Regions from separate parts of the Pan troglodytes genome. Here region 1 is linked to region 2. A link is a contact called in public HiChIP or PLAC-seq data. All regions are on one chromosome and are shown on one strand. The core of a region is the stretch at or near the end of the contact, and the rest is flanking DNA. Distances in the headings are between cores, read along the strand shown.

What was found. HiChIP or PLAC-seq counts read pairs in DNA pulled down with a chosen protein or histone mark.
Region 1: a contact with region 2 is called in an H3K4me3 HiChIP or PLAC-seq map of stem cell-derived excitatory neurons, with 5 times the contacts expected there. The contact joins the promoter of PPM1G here to the promoter of CCDC121 in region 2. A contact is called at or near these places in 1 of 7 Hi-C or Micro-C datasets (stem cell-derived neural progenitor cells) and 1 of 1 datasets of contacts at active chromatin or transcription factors (stem cell-derived excitatory neurons).

What each region holds. Positions count from the first base shown.
Region 1 is chr12:95,443,646-95,450,028 of NHGRI_mPanTro3-v2.0_pri, forward strand. It overlaps PPM1G (protein phosphatase, Mg2+/Mn2+ dependent 1G), which reads left to right and starts at 1,283. Exons shown (of 10, transcript NM_001246455.1): 1 at 1,283-1,440. The coding sequence starts at 1,321. It also overlaps a transcript of NRBP1 not described here.
Region 2 is chr12:95,229,206-95,234,889 of NHGRI_mPanTro3-v2.0_pri, forward strand. CCDC121 (coiled-coil domain containing 121) reads left to right here and starts at 1,815. Exons shown (of 2, transcript XM_009442208.4): 1 at 1,815-2,508; 2 at 2,974-5,250. The coding sequence starts at 2,135. The coding sequence ends at 3,928. It overlaps GPN1 (GPN-loop GTPase 1), which reads right to left and starts at 1,976. Exons shown (of 14, transcript XM_525723.8): 1 at 1,728-1,976; 2 at 939-1,032. The coding sequence starts at 1,976.

The DNA.
Region 1 (6,383 bases), core at 33-2,532, 210 kb after region 2:
GGCTCACGCCTGTAATCCCAACACTTTGGGAGGCCGAGGCGGGAGGATCACGAGGTCAGGATATGGAGACCATCCTGGCTAACACGGTGAAACCTCGTCTCTACTAAAAATACAAAAAATTAGCCAGGCGTGGTGGCGGGCGCCTGTAGTCCCAGCTACTCGGGAGGCTGAGGCAGGAGAATGGCGTGAACCCGGGAGGCGGAGCTTGTAGCCTGGGCGACAGAGCGAGACTCTGTCTCAAAAACAAACAAAAAACAACAACACAACAGTGCCCCAGACTCTCTCCCTCCAATGTACACTGCATACAAAGACTAGACAAACGATGCCAAAGGTTACACCAGGACGACAATGAAGTCCAAGTCACTCATCTTGGCGCTTCTTTTTATCAAGCTAGCTAGTTAATATTACCACTTACAATCATTCTCCGAGTCCAGCCAGCTTCCTCAGAAATCCTCCCCAAATGCAGTTCACATTCTTCCCTCACTCCTCCAACCCTTATAACATTATTCCCTTTTCCTGTGGCATAATGCAATCCAGAGGCATCCTCTCTGAGAGCCTACATCCTTTCAATCCTCCAAGAAACAGCTCCTCCTCCCATCCTTGAGCTTTTCCCACCCAGAATAGGCTGTACCAAACATTTCTACATTGTATTAACTCGAATTATATCACAGATCGAGGTCTTCGCTTTCAGAAAAGACTCACATTCTTCTCATATATGCCTCGCAGGGCCTGGCCAAGTACTTCCTAAGCTCGGAACAAATACTGGTCAACTTTAATTGAACCAAATCGGGCGGGGTTTGCGGAGTCTGAGAGTGCAATGTTGGGGAGAGGGGGATGAAAACACTGGAGGACGGGCTGAAAGCGTCGAGTCCGACACAAAAGAGGCGTCAGACAAAACGCCAAGAGGCTGGGGACTGGGAACGAAGGAAGAGGTGCTGCCAGAGGCGACCTGCCACCTGCGCGAGGCAGCGGAGTAGGACGGCGGCCGTTGGTGGGCGTGGTCGCGCTAGTCTCGCGGGAGCGGCCGTTGGGCGGGCCGTTGTCCCTGCGGGCGGGGCGAGTTGCTAAGGAAATGACTGCCCGCAGCGCCTGGCCCCGCCGCGCCGGCCGGGCGGGGTCTGGAGCGGCGCCGTTTCCGCTTCCGCTCCCTCACAGCTCCCGTCCCGTTACCGCCTCCTGGCCGGCCTCGCGCCTTTCACCGGCACCTTGCGTCGGTCGCGCCGCGGGGCCTGCTCCTGCCGCGCGCACCCCCGGGGCTTCGGCTCCGGCACGGGTCGCGCCCAGCTTTCCTGCACCTGAGGCCGCCGGCCAGCCGCCGCCATGGGTGCCTACCTCTCCCAGCCCAACACGGTGAAGTGCTCCGGGGACGGGGTCGGCGCCCCGCGCCTGCCGCTGCCCTACGGCTTCTCCGCCATGCAAGGCTGGCGCGTCTCCATGGAGGTGAGGAGGCAGGGGCCAATAGGCTGGCCGCTGCGGGGCGGGAATCTGACGGAGAAAGGGAGCGGGGGATGGGGTCCTCCCCTGGGAAGGGTCCCAATTGGGAGCCTGCGGCCGCAGCGGCCGTTTGCGGGGCGACAGAGACCGCGGGGTCAGGGCCGAGAGGGAGCTCCCGATGCTTGGGGACCGTGTGCCGGTGGCCAGTGGCGGCGAGGGCTCGGCCATGTGGGAAGAGGCACCTTCCGCCCACTGACCGCCCTCTCCCCGAGCTTTGGCGCCATCCTCTCGTGCCAACCTAGCCCTCCAGGCTCATCAACGGTGTGAGGTTTAGTGTGGGAGTAAAGACGCAAATAGGGGCTATTTATTCATTTGTTTTTCAAGGGAGAGGTGAATAGATATGAATAACTTTTTAAATTTTAATATTTAAAATATGTGATGTGGGAAGCCTCTTTTGGCTAGGAGTTTGACAGTGAAAGGAACCCCGGGCAGAGTCTGTTTCACATTTTGGTTGCCTGGCCTTGGGCTCTTGCATGTTAATTTCAGAGGCTGGACCCGACCTCCAGGAGTTGTCACTCATTTGCACTCTTTTCAGGGCCTTTTACTAACTTCGGAAAACTTGAATTATGTCAGTCCCTAGATTTTCCTTTTTATTATGCTTCGTTTTCTTTCTCTCTTAGGATTTCTCTAAAACTTAATCAGTAATTCTCATTTGCCTGTAATTGTAGTTTATAGTTTCTTTGATTGTAAGTCATTTCATCAATTTTTTTCATTACAACCTACCTACAAAGGGCTTTTCTAGAAAATTTTACTCTGGACAAAAGGGGAAAGGAAAAATATTGGGGGGAAAGTAGTAGTATTAGGTAAAACTTGATGTGAAACTACAAAAGAGAAGAGGGAAAACTGCGGTAGGGATGAAAGGGAGGAAGACGGGTTAACCGTGTCTTTGTGAAGAGCATTCTGAAGTCTAGGCAAAAGGGTCTGGTATTGTGTTTCTCCACCTACCGGGTGGGCTTCAGGTAACAGCGAAATACTGTCTCCCTTGGGAATTGTTTCAGATCCCTCGCTCCTCCCTGTGGTTAGCTCTGGAATGACAGTATGAACTTAAATGTTTTGTTTTCCGATTCAAATTTTATATTCATAACTGACCTTAATAACAATTTTATAATTAGGTATAAAATTTCAAGATTGGAGTGGATCCTATAGTTCATCTCATCTGCTTTGGCTCCTTTTTTTTTTTTTTTTTTTTTTTTTTTTTTTTTTTGAGACAGAATTTCGCTCTTGTTGCCCAGGCTGGAATGCAATGGCGCGATCTCGGCTCACCGCAACCTCCGGCTCCCAGGTTCGAGCAATTCTCCTGCCTCAGCCTCCCCAGTAGTTGGGATTACAGGCATGTGCCACCACGCCTGGCTTATTTTGTATTTTTAGTAGAGACAGGGTTTCTTCCTGTGGGTCAGGCTGGTGTTGAACTCCTGACTTAGGTGATCTGCCTGCCTCGATCTCCCAAAGTGCTAGGATTACAGGCATGAACCACCACACCCTGCGGCTCCCACATTTTATAGCTAAGAAATTGAGGCCCAGAAAGGTTAGGACACTGTTTTGGTGGAAAGAATTTGTAGGATCAGATCGTTGAAGACACTAGACATTGTTAATCATCTGTGTCAAACTGAAGCATAGCATTCATATTTCACCACCATACACAGTATAACTATTTGGTAGATGTAATTGTCTATTAGAAATATCTAGGCTGGGCGCAGTGGCTCACGTCTGTAATCCCAGCATTTTGGGAGGCTGAGGCAGGCAGATCACCTGAGCTCAGGAGTTCGAGACCAGCCTGGGCAACATGGCAAAAACCCTGTCTCTACAAAAAATACAAAAAAATTAGCTGGGCATGGTGGCACCCACCTGTAGTCCCAGTTACTTGGGAGGCTGAGATAGAAAATCACTTTGAGCCTGAGAGGCAGAGCCTCCTTCATTGAGCCAAGATTGCCCCTCTGCACTCCAATCTGGGCGACAGTGCGAGACGCTGTCTCAAAAAATAAATGAATAGGCCAGGCGTGGTGGCTCACGCCTGTAATCCTAACACTTTGGGAGGCTGCGGCGGGCGGATTGCCTGAGCTTAGGAGTTCGAGACCAGCCTGGACAACATGAAGAAACCCCGTCTTTATTAAAATACAAAAAATTAGCTGAATGTGGTGGTGCGTGCCTATAATCATAGCTACTTGGAAGGCTGAGGCAGGAGAATCGCTTGAATCCCAGAGGCGGAGGTTGCAGTGAGCCAAGATGGTGCCACTGTACTCCAGCCTGGGCGACAGAGTGAGACACTGTCTCAAAAAAAAAAAAAAAAAAGAATAAATAAATAAATTTGGATATAGTTTCATAGGAAAGTCTTTTTGTAAAGTAGGTAGTCAAGAAGTTCCATTTCCATGGCATTTTCTGTTAACGTTGTGAGATTTGAGGTGAATATTCCATCTCGCAGTAAAACGTTTCTTCCAGGTTTCTCATTTAATATTTTTCACTTCTCTGCTGTTGCTTTTTCATTTCTTTGGTACCCTTCTTTCTACTTTTACTTACGGATTGAGTTGCTTGGCTACTCAGTGTTTCACGTTGGTTTGCCCAGTGATTCCATACTATTTGCTGCTTCTCTGTAGGGCATTTCCCTTTATTTTTGGTTTCTCCTCAATTAGAAAATGATTTTTTTGTCAGGGACGGTTTAGTGTGTAGAGATCTTACTAGACTATTCCTTACATCCTAATCTTCCTCCTGAGAGATAACTGCTTAGGGTATTAAAATCTTGCTAATGTGCTGTTTCTGAAGTTGCCCTTGTTTGAATAAATATGCCTAATCAATAGTTAAATATGCCTAATCAAATCCTCTTGAAGAGTATTGTTTGGGATCCTATTCTGCTTCACTGATAGTGTTCCTTCTGGCTTTTTTTTCTCTTCAAAGTGTAGCATAGTTTCTTTGCTATTGCAAGAAAGTAACTATGAGTTCTAGCCTCTTCCCTGAATCTTATCTTTCCAGAAAATATAAAGTACTCCCATTCCTGTGAAGCTTTAGGGCTTAATCCAAAAATTAATAAAGTTTATTTACCCTATTTCCTTGGTCCTAATGCTTCATTTGAGGTAAGGTTATCATACCACTAAAGGTTGTTGACATGCTGACTGATAGATAGATTTAGCCATAGAGAGGACTCTTGAGACAAAAATGGCAATCATCAATAGCTGGCATTTTTACTTTCTGCCTGTTTCAAGCTTCTCTTCCTGTGTGACCAGGGTGTTGTTGTTGTTTGTTTTGTTTTGTTTTGTTTTTGAGACGGAGTTTCTATCTTGTTGCCCAGGCTGGAGTACAATGGCATGATCTCGGCTCACTGCAACCTCCGCCTCCCGGGTTCAAGCGATTCTCCTGCCTCAGCCTCCTGAGTAGCTGGGATTACAGGCATGTGCCACCACGCCTGGCTGATTTTGTATTTTTAGTAGAGATGGGGTCTCTCCATGTTGGTCAGGCTGGTCTCGAACTTCTGACCTCAGGTGATCGGCCCGCCTCCGCCTCCCAAAATGCTGTGAGCCACCATGCCCAGCAACCAGGGTGTTTTGAGAAAAGGTAATCAAAATACCACAGGCCAGTGGTGTCAGCTTACGCCTGTAATCCCAGCAGTTTGGGAGGCCGAGGGGGGCAGATCACCTGAGGGCAGTTCGAGACCAGCCTAGTCAACATGGTGAAACCCCGTCTCTACTGAAAATACAAAAATTAGCCAGAGGCCAGAGAATTGCTTGAATAGGAAGGCCAGTGAGCCGAGATCTCACCGCTGCACTCTAGCCAGGGTGACAGACTCCGTCTCAAAAAAACAAACAAAAAAAAACACCACAGTTGATGTTCTCCCTCCTCCTTTCTCCATGAAAAAAGTGGATGAGGTATGTACTTTGGGATTAAGAGGTAGGCACTGGGCACGGTGGCTCATGCCTGTAATCCCAGCACTTTGGGAGGCCGAGGTGGGCGGATCACGAGATCAAGAGACCGAGATCATTCTGGCCAATATGGTGAAACCCTGTCTCTTCTAAAATACAAGAATTAGCTGGACATGGTGGCGCACGCCTGTAGTCCCAGCTACTCCAGAGGCTGAAGCAGGAGAATCGCTTGAACCTGGGAGGCGGAGGTTGCAGTGAGCCGAGATTGCACCACTGCACTCCAGCCTGGGCGACAGGGTGAGACTCCATCTTAAAAAAAAAAAAAAAAAAGAGGTTGTGGAGGGGTGCCTGAGAAATATATAAGGTAAGGCCCTTGAGTTTTTGTTGGCTAAATAAGAAGTCAAATTTGAAAATAGATTCAGTTGATGTAGTCTTTTTTTTTTTTTTCCGAGACGGAGTCTTGCACTGTTGCCCAGGCTGGAGTATAATGGCATGATCTTGGCTCACTGCAACCTCTGCCTCCTGAGTTCAAGCGATTCTCCTGCCTCAGCTTCCCGAGTAGCTGGGATTACAGGCGCCTGCCACCATGCCCGGCTAATTTTTTGTATTTTTAATAGAGACAGGGTTTCACTATGTTGGCCGGGCTGGTCTCCAACTCCTGACCTCTTAATCCGCCCGCCTCGGCCTCCCAAAGTGCTGGCATTACAGGCGTGAGCCACCATGCCTGGCCCATCAGTTGATGTAGTCTTAAGGGGACAAGAGTACATTTAATATTTGGTTGTGAGGTTCTCTGGAAGTGACAAAACTGCTTTCTATGGAGAGTTAGGAATTTTTTTTTTTTTGAAACGGAGTCTCGCATTGTCACCCGGGCTGGAGTGTAGTGGCTTGATCTTGGCTCACTGAAACCTCCGCCTCCTGGGTTCAAGTGATTCTCCTGCCTCAGCCTTCCAAATAGCTGGGATTATAGGAGTCTGCCACCAGGCCAGCTAATTTTTTTTGTATTTTTAGTGGAGACGGGATTTCACTATGTTGGCCAGGCTG
Region 2 (5,684 bases), core at 565-3,064:
CAAAGAATAAATGCCAAGTAAATCATGAAGAATGTTAGGCCTAGGAGCTCTAAAGTTGTGGCAAAGAGTTTTGTCTCCACAAAGTGCAAAGTTTCATGCAACTTAAACATGCCTAGAAAAAGGGAGGCAAAAATCAAGGGGGAAAAAAATGCTTCTTACTAATTGCCTATTACTGACAAAGGCAACGCAACGGCAATGCAGACATGATTTTTTAAAAGGAGTTAGGCTGGGCACAGTGGCTCACACCTATAATCCCAGCACTTTGGGAGGCCAAGGCAGGAGGATTACTTGAGCCCAGGAGTTCAAGACCAGCCTGGGCAACATAGAGAGGCCTTGTCTCTCCAAACAAAACAAAACTAGCCCAGCATAGTGGCAGGAGGCTGAGGTGGGAGGATCACTTGAGCCTGGGATGTTGAGGCTGCAGTGACCTGTGAATCACGCCACTGCACTCTGGCCTGGGTGACAGCGACTCTGTCTAAAAAAAAAAAAAAAAAAAAAAAAAAACCTAAGCTGTTTAGGAACGCAAGCAAATCCAAAGGAAATGAAAGTAGATAGTTTAGAAAACATGAAAAAAGAAGGCACTGAAGACTGGTAGGCTGGAGGCTTTACAGAGTCTCACTCTATTGACCAGGCTGGAGTGCAGTGGCACGATCTTGGCTCCCTGCAACCTCTGCCACCTGGGTTCAAGCAATTCTCCTGCCTCAGCCTCCCGAGTAGCTGGAATTACAGGTGCCTGCCACCGTGCCTGGCTAATTTTTTGTATTTTTAGTAGAAATGGGGTTTCACCATCTTGGCCAGGCTGGTCTTGAAATCCTGACCTCGTGATCTACCTGCCTCGGCCTCCCAAAGTGCTGAGATTACAGCCGTGAGCCACCACGCCTGGCCTTTTCCATTCTCTTTAAAGCACTGCACACAAGTTATGTTACTGGTTTACTCACCAATATTGGCAGGAAAGGGAACTTCATGTACTGCTGGATCCAGGTTGATCACATACGGTGGAGTGCCTTGGGCATGCAGGTGTCCTGTGAGCCTCTGCAGAGATATGGGGAGAGGGTTGGAAGGAGACAAAGAGGGGACAAGAGAGAACTTCCATTCCTTTAACACCCATGCCTTAAGAATATTGCACTTAGATTTTCTTCTACCTGAAATATCCACCATGTCCACCTCCAAGATACAACTCTCAGTTCAAATGCTACCTTTCTTCATCACCCATCTAACAAAGCTTCCCCTACTCGTAGTCACTTGTTTACTTGTTTTGATTCTTCGTATGTGGGTTTTCTCTATCTCCTCCATTAAATATTTGGCCCCATGAATGAATCTTGTCAACCTCATTTTCGCTATATCCCCAGTGAATGGAACATGACAGGCGTGCAAGAAATATTTGGCAAATCTTCACCAAAACCTGTGTGCTAGCACTGTATTAATCTTTAAAGTTACTTGTAACTTGCCTCCGAGAAACGCAATTTTATCAGCAAGACAATTCCTGTACAACGTGGTAAGCTGGACCGAGTATGCCCTGAAGGTGCGCAGAAGAGAGCCTTAATTAACCTGGCTAGGGCCCGAGGAGGCTTTGCCGGGGAAGGAACTAAAGTTGATGGGAAGCCCCCGAAAGCCATGCGCCGGTACCCTCCAAATCCTGGAAGACCTCCCTCCCTTTCTTCCTGGCCTTCCGCCTGCCGGAGGCAACCTTTTGCGCTCCCCTACTACACCCATGCTGTGTACGTCACCTGTACAAAAGTGGTTTTCCCGGATCCCGCCATTCCCAACACCAACAGACACACTGGGTGCTGCGGACCCCCAGAAGCCTGGGGCTCAGCGGCAGCTGCGGACGCCGCCATCTTCCTCCTGGCCCCACCCACCCGACCATAGAGACACCGCATGGGTAGAGAAACTTCCGCAATGTTCTGGGCTGCGAACGAAAACCACCACAGCGTCAGAAAGGAGCGGGTGAAGGGGCGCGGCGGTTGCCAGGGCATCTTCTTAGCGTCGGGCAGGGCTGGTGAGTCAACTAGTGACAGTGGCGAGGAAGTGGGGGCGCTGAGCAAGCGAGAGGAAGGCTGAAGGGAGCTAGGAAAAGGGCGCTGATCTCTGCAGCCTGGGAGGGCTTTTGTCTCCCGGAGGAAGGCCAGAAGAGATGGGGTCCCGAGGGCAGGGCTCACACAGCAAGGAAACGAGGAGCATGCCTGTCATTTTGAGCCCACAGAGAACGGGGAGCGGAGCCACTGGAGGACCGGCTGCTCGGGCTTATTCGGTAGCCGAGGCGGTTAAACAGTTCAGGGCTGGACCAGCCGGGACTGGAGCAGGGTGCAGTCTCCAGGGTTGCTGGGCAGCACCGAGACCCTTTGAGCACCGAAAGAATAAACTACGGGAGCTTTCCACACTTGCACATTGTTGCCGCGAGTTGCAGACGCAGGTTCCTGATGCTAGCGCTCATTCCTTGGCAGTCACCCTCAGTGAACTACACAGTTGCCGTGACCTTCAGGATGAATGCTTGGATTCCAGGTGCAAGTAGGTACTGGAGGGGAGCTTCCTCGTCACTGAAGGTCCCTCAGAAACTCAGGAAAGATGATGAAAGAGCCTAGAAAATTATTTCTACTCCTGACCAACCAGTCTGTTTCTGTGACCCTTTGTAGCTGCGAACAGTGTTCAGTAAGTCATAAGATCTGGCTTTAATACCCAGGCTCTGCCACTTGCTAGTGGTGTGAGTCATGGGCAAGTCACTTAAACTCTCTGAACCTGTTTTCTCCTTTTTTAAAACTGAGGTAATACCTCCCAGGGTTGTAGTGAATGCACGTTGTAAATGACGAGCTACATTCCTCATCCTTTACCACTAGCTGGATTCCCCACACCTTGCATAATGTCTGGAACATTCTGGTGCTCAGAAATATTCTCTTGTATGAATGAAGGACAGTTGTGCACTTACTTCCTAAAGTTTCATTAACTGACAGAGGAATGTCTCGTTTGTTCTTTCAGGTTTGCTGAGGGCCCCAGAAGGCTCCTTCCACCGTATCATAGTCTAATAAATAATTTTGTCAAGCCAGAGAAGCTAACAAAGGTAGAGACAAGGCTTAAAGAAAAGATAGTGGCGGAAATGACGGATCTGAACAAGCATATAAAACAAGCTCAAACCCAGCGGAAACAGCTACTGGAGGAATCCAGGGAGCTACACCGAGAAAAGTTACTTGTCCAGGCTGAAAACAGATTCTTTCTGGAATACCTGACTAACAAAACTGAAGAGTACACAGAGCAACCTGAGAAGGTATGGAACAGCTATTTACAAAAAAGTGGAGAGATTGAACGAAGAAGACAAGAATCAGCCTCCAGATATGCAGAACAAATTTCAGTGCTTAAAACAGCGCTCTTGCAAAAGGAAAATATCCAATCCAGTTTGAAGCGGAAGTTGCAGGCAATGAGGGACATTGCTATATTAAAGGAAAAGCAGGAGAAAGAAATACAGACATTACAGGAGGAGACAAATAAAGTCCAAGCTGAGACAGCTTCAAAGACTCGGGAAGTACAGGCCCAGCTCCTCCAGGAGAAAAGATTACTGGAGAAACAACTGAGCGAGCCAGACAGGAGGCTACTGGGAAAGAGAAAAAGAAGAGAGCTTAATATGAAGGCCCAGGCCTTGAAGTTGGCAGCAAAGCGGTTTATTTTTGAATACTCCTGTGGCATCAACAGAGAGAACCAGCAGTTCAAGAAGGAATTACTGCAGCTAATTGAGCAAGCCCAGAAACTAACGGCTACTCAAAACCACTTAGAAAACAGGAAGCAGCAGCTGCAGCAGGAACAGTGGTATCTGGAGTCCTTAATCCAGGCGAGGCAGAGACTGCAAGGAAGTCATAATCAGTGCCTAAATAGACAGGATGTTCCAAAGACCACACCCAGTCTTCCCCAAGGCACCAAATCAAGGATTAATCCAAAGTAACTTCTAAAATAACACTGATTAAATAAGAACTGGAGCAAGTACTCTTAAGTGCTACATTAACCTGGTTAGAAAGGCTTTTGGATTCCAGATTGCTATTGTAAAATCTCCATCATGATGTGTTGGAGTGAAGGATTAGATGGTTTTATCCAACAGTCCTACTAGATATTTGGTAACCAGCTTCCCTTAACTAGCTTTTTCTTTAAATACTCTTGTTAATAAGCTATTCCACAAACCTCCAGTTAACCTAACACATGACCCTAACCTAGCCATTTACATCAAACTAGCTAAAGGAAACCAACCTAAGGAAGTGAAAACAGTTGTGATTTATTTCATCTAGCTAAATTGTATTTCTTTATAGAGAAAGTACCTTTAAGGATAGCATTCCAAATAGACTTCAAATAGCGTTCTGCTCAGTAAATAACCAGTATCAGTTTATCCTCATTCCTTTTGACCAACTTAGCAGACAAAAGCAGTTTTTACAAGCTCTTTGTGAGTTTGTGCCAGTGACCAGGTAGCTCCTAGTTTTCTCATGAGTGAAAAAGCATTCTGATAACAGCAAGTCCAGTAAGTGCTAGGCAGAGTGACCTTTCATCTGATGCTAAGCCCCTACAAGTTTAATTGAGAAGGTAAGAAAAGATGAAGGAGACATATATTAGGTCATCTCTTACTTTTGAAAATGTTTTATTTGAAGAAACACCTGTGGCATTGAGGTGACTGAATGCCTCCACTTATTTCAGGAAAACGTATCCAAAAAAAGTTGAAATATTTGGACAACTTTTTTTTTAAGTGCCATCGATTTCCCTAGCAGCATTCTAAAAGATAGCAAGTAAAATGATGTTTGTTATCCTAAATGCTTTAGTTTTAGGTCATTTATTAATTTTCTTACAGGTGCACTTTCTAGTACATGAAGTATCCTTTGTAATTAATGTGTGCCATATGTTTATTCCCATTTAGTATAACTATAAATTATATTTTAAATTATATATTTTTAGGATAGTTATATTTTTGGGGGGTTCTACGACATTGAAGTTGGACTAGTGATTTATTTGAATGCTGAATCCTAGTATAGGGGAATATAATCTTATATTTTAACAGGGGTCCTCTATGGGAAAATAGGATGAACTTTGTTTCCCAGAAATTGTTAAGTGATGAAAAACTTCAAAATAATTTTCCTGCATTTTCTGCTTTATTTACATGTAAAGTGAATTCCCTGAAAATTGGATTTAAAAAGGATTCTCCTTCAATGTGCCTTTACCTTGTAGCTTTAACAACTTTTCTGTTAAATATGTAGTTTTTTATTAAACAATGTTATTAAATAAAAACATTTATCCACTGATTTTATTACTGTTCCAATGTAACACATTTCCTACTTCATCACTCTTCTGTTACCACTCTTAAATGTCTTATTCACATGTGCAAATAATAAAAACTAGTTTTAATGCAGAAATTAGGATTTTAGCATACAGGTACTTTAACCTAAATCTCAATTTGTGAGCTGAAAATACAGAAACACTGAACAAGGAAAGCATGGTATCCAAGACAAACTTGAAGGCTTAGTCTCTGTGGACGTAAAAACCCTAAGACAATATATTTCTAAGGCTGATAAAAAGTTGGAAAGTAGGAAGCATATTAGTTCTGTTAATTCCCCTCCTGCCACTGGTGTCCCAATTATCTAATTCAAGAGTGGGTAACTTCCACCTGATCTCAGTTCATTTTTACTTATCATCCCAGGTAATGGATATGGTATACTGCCTGT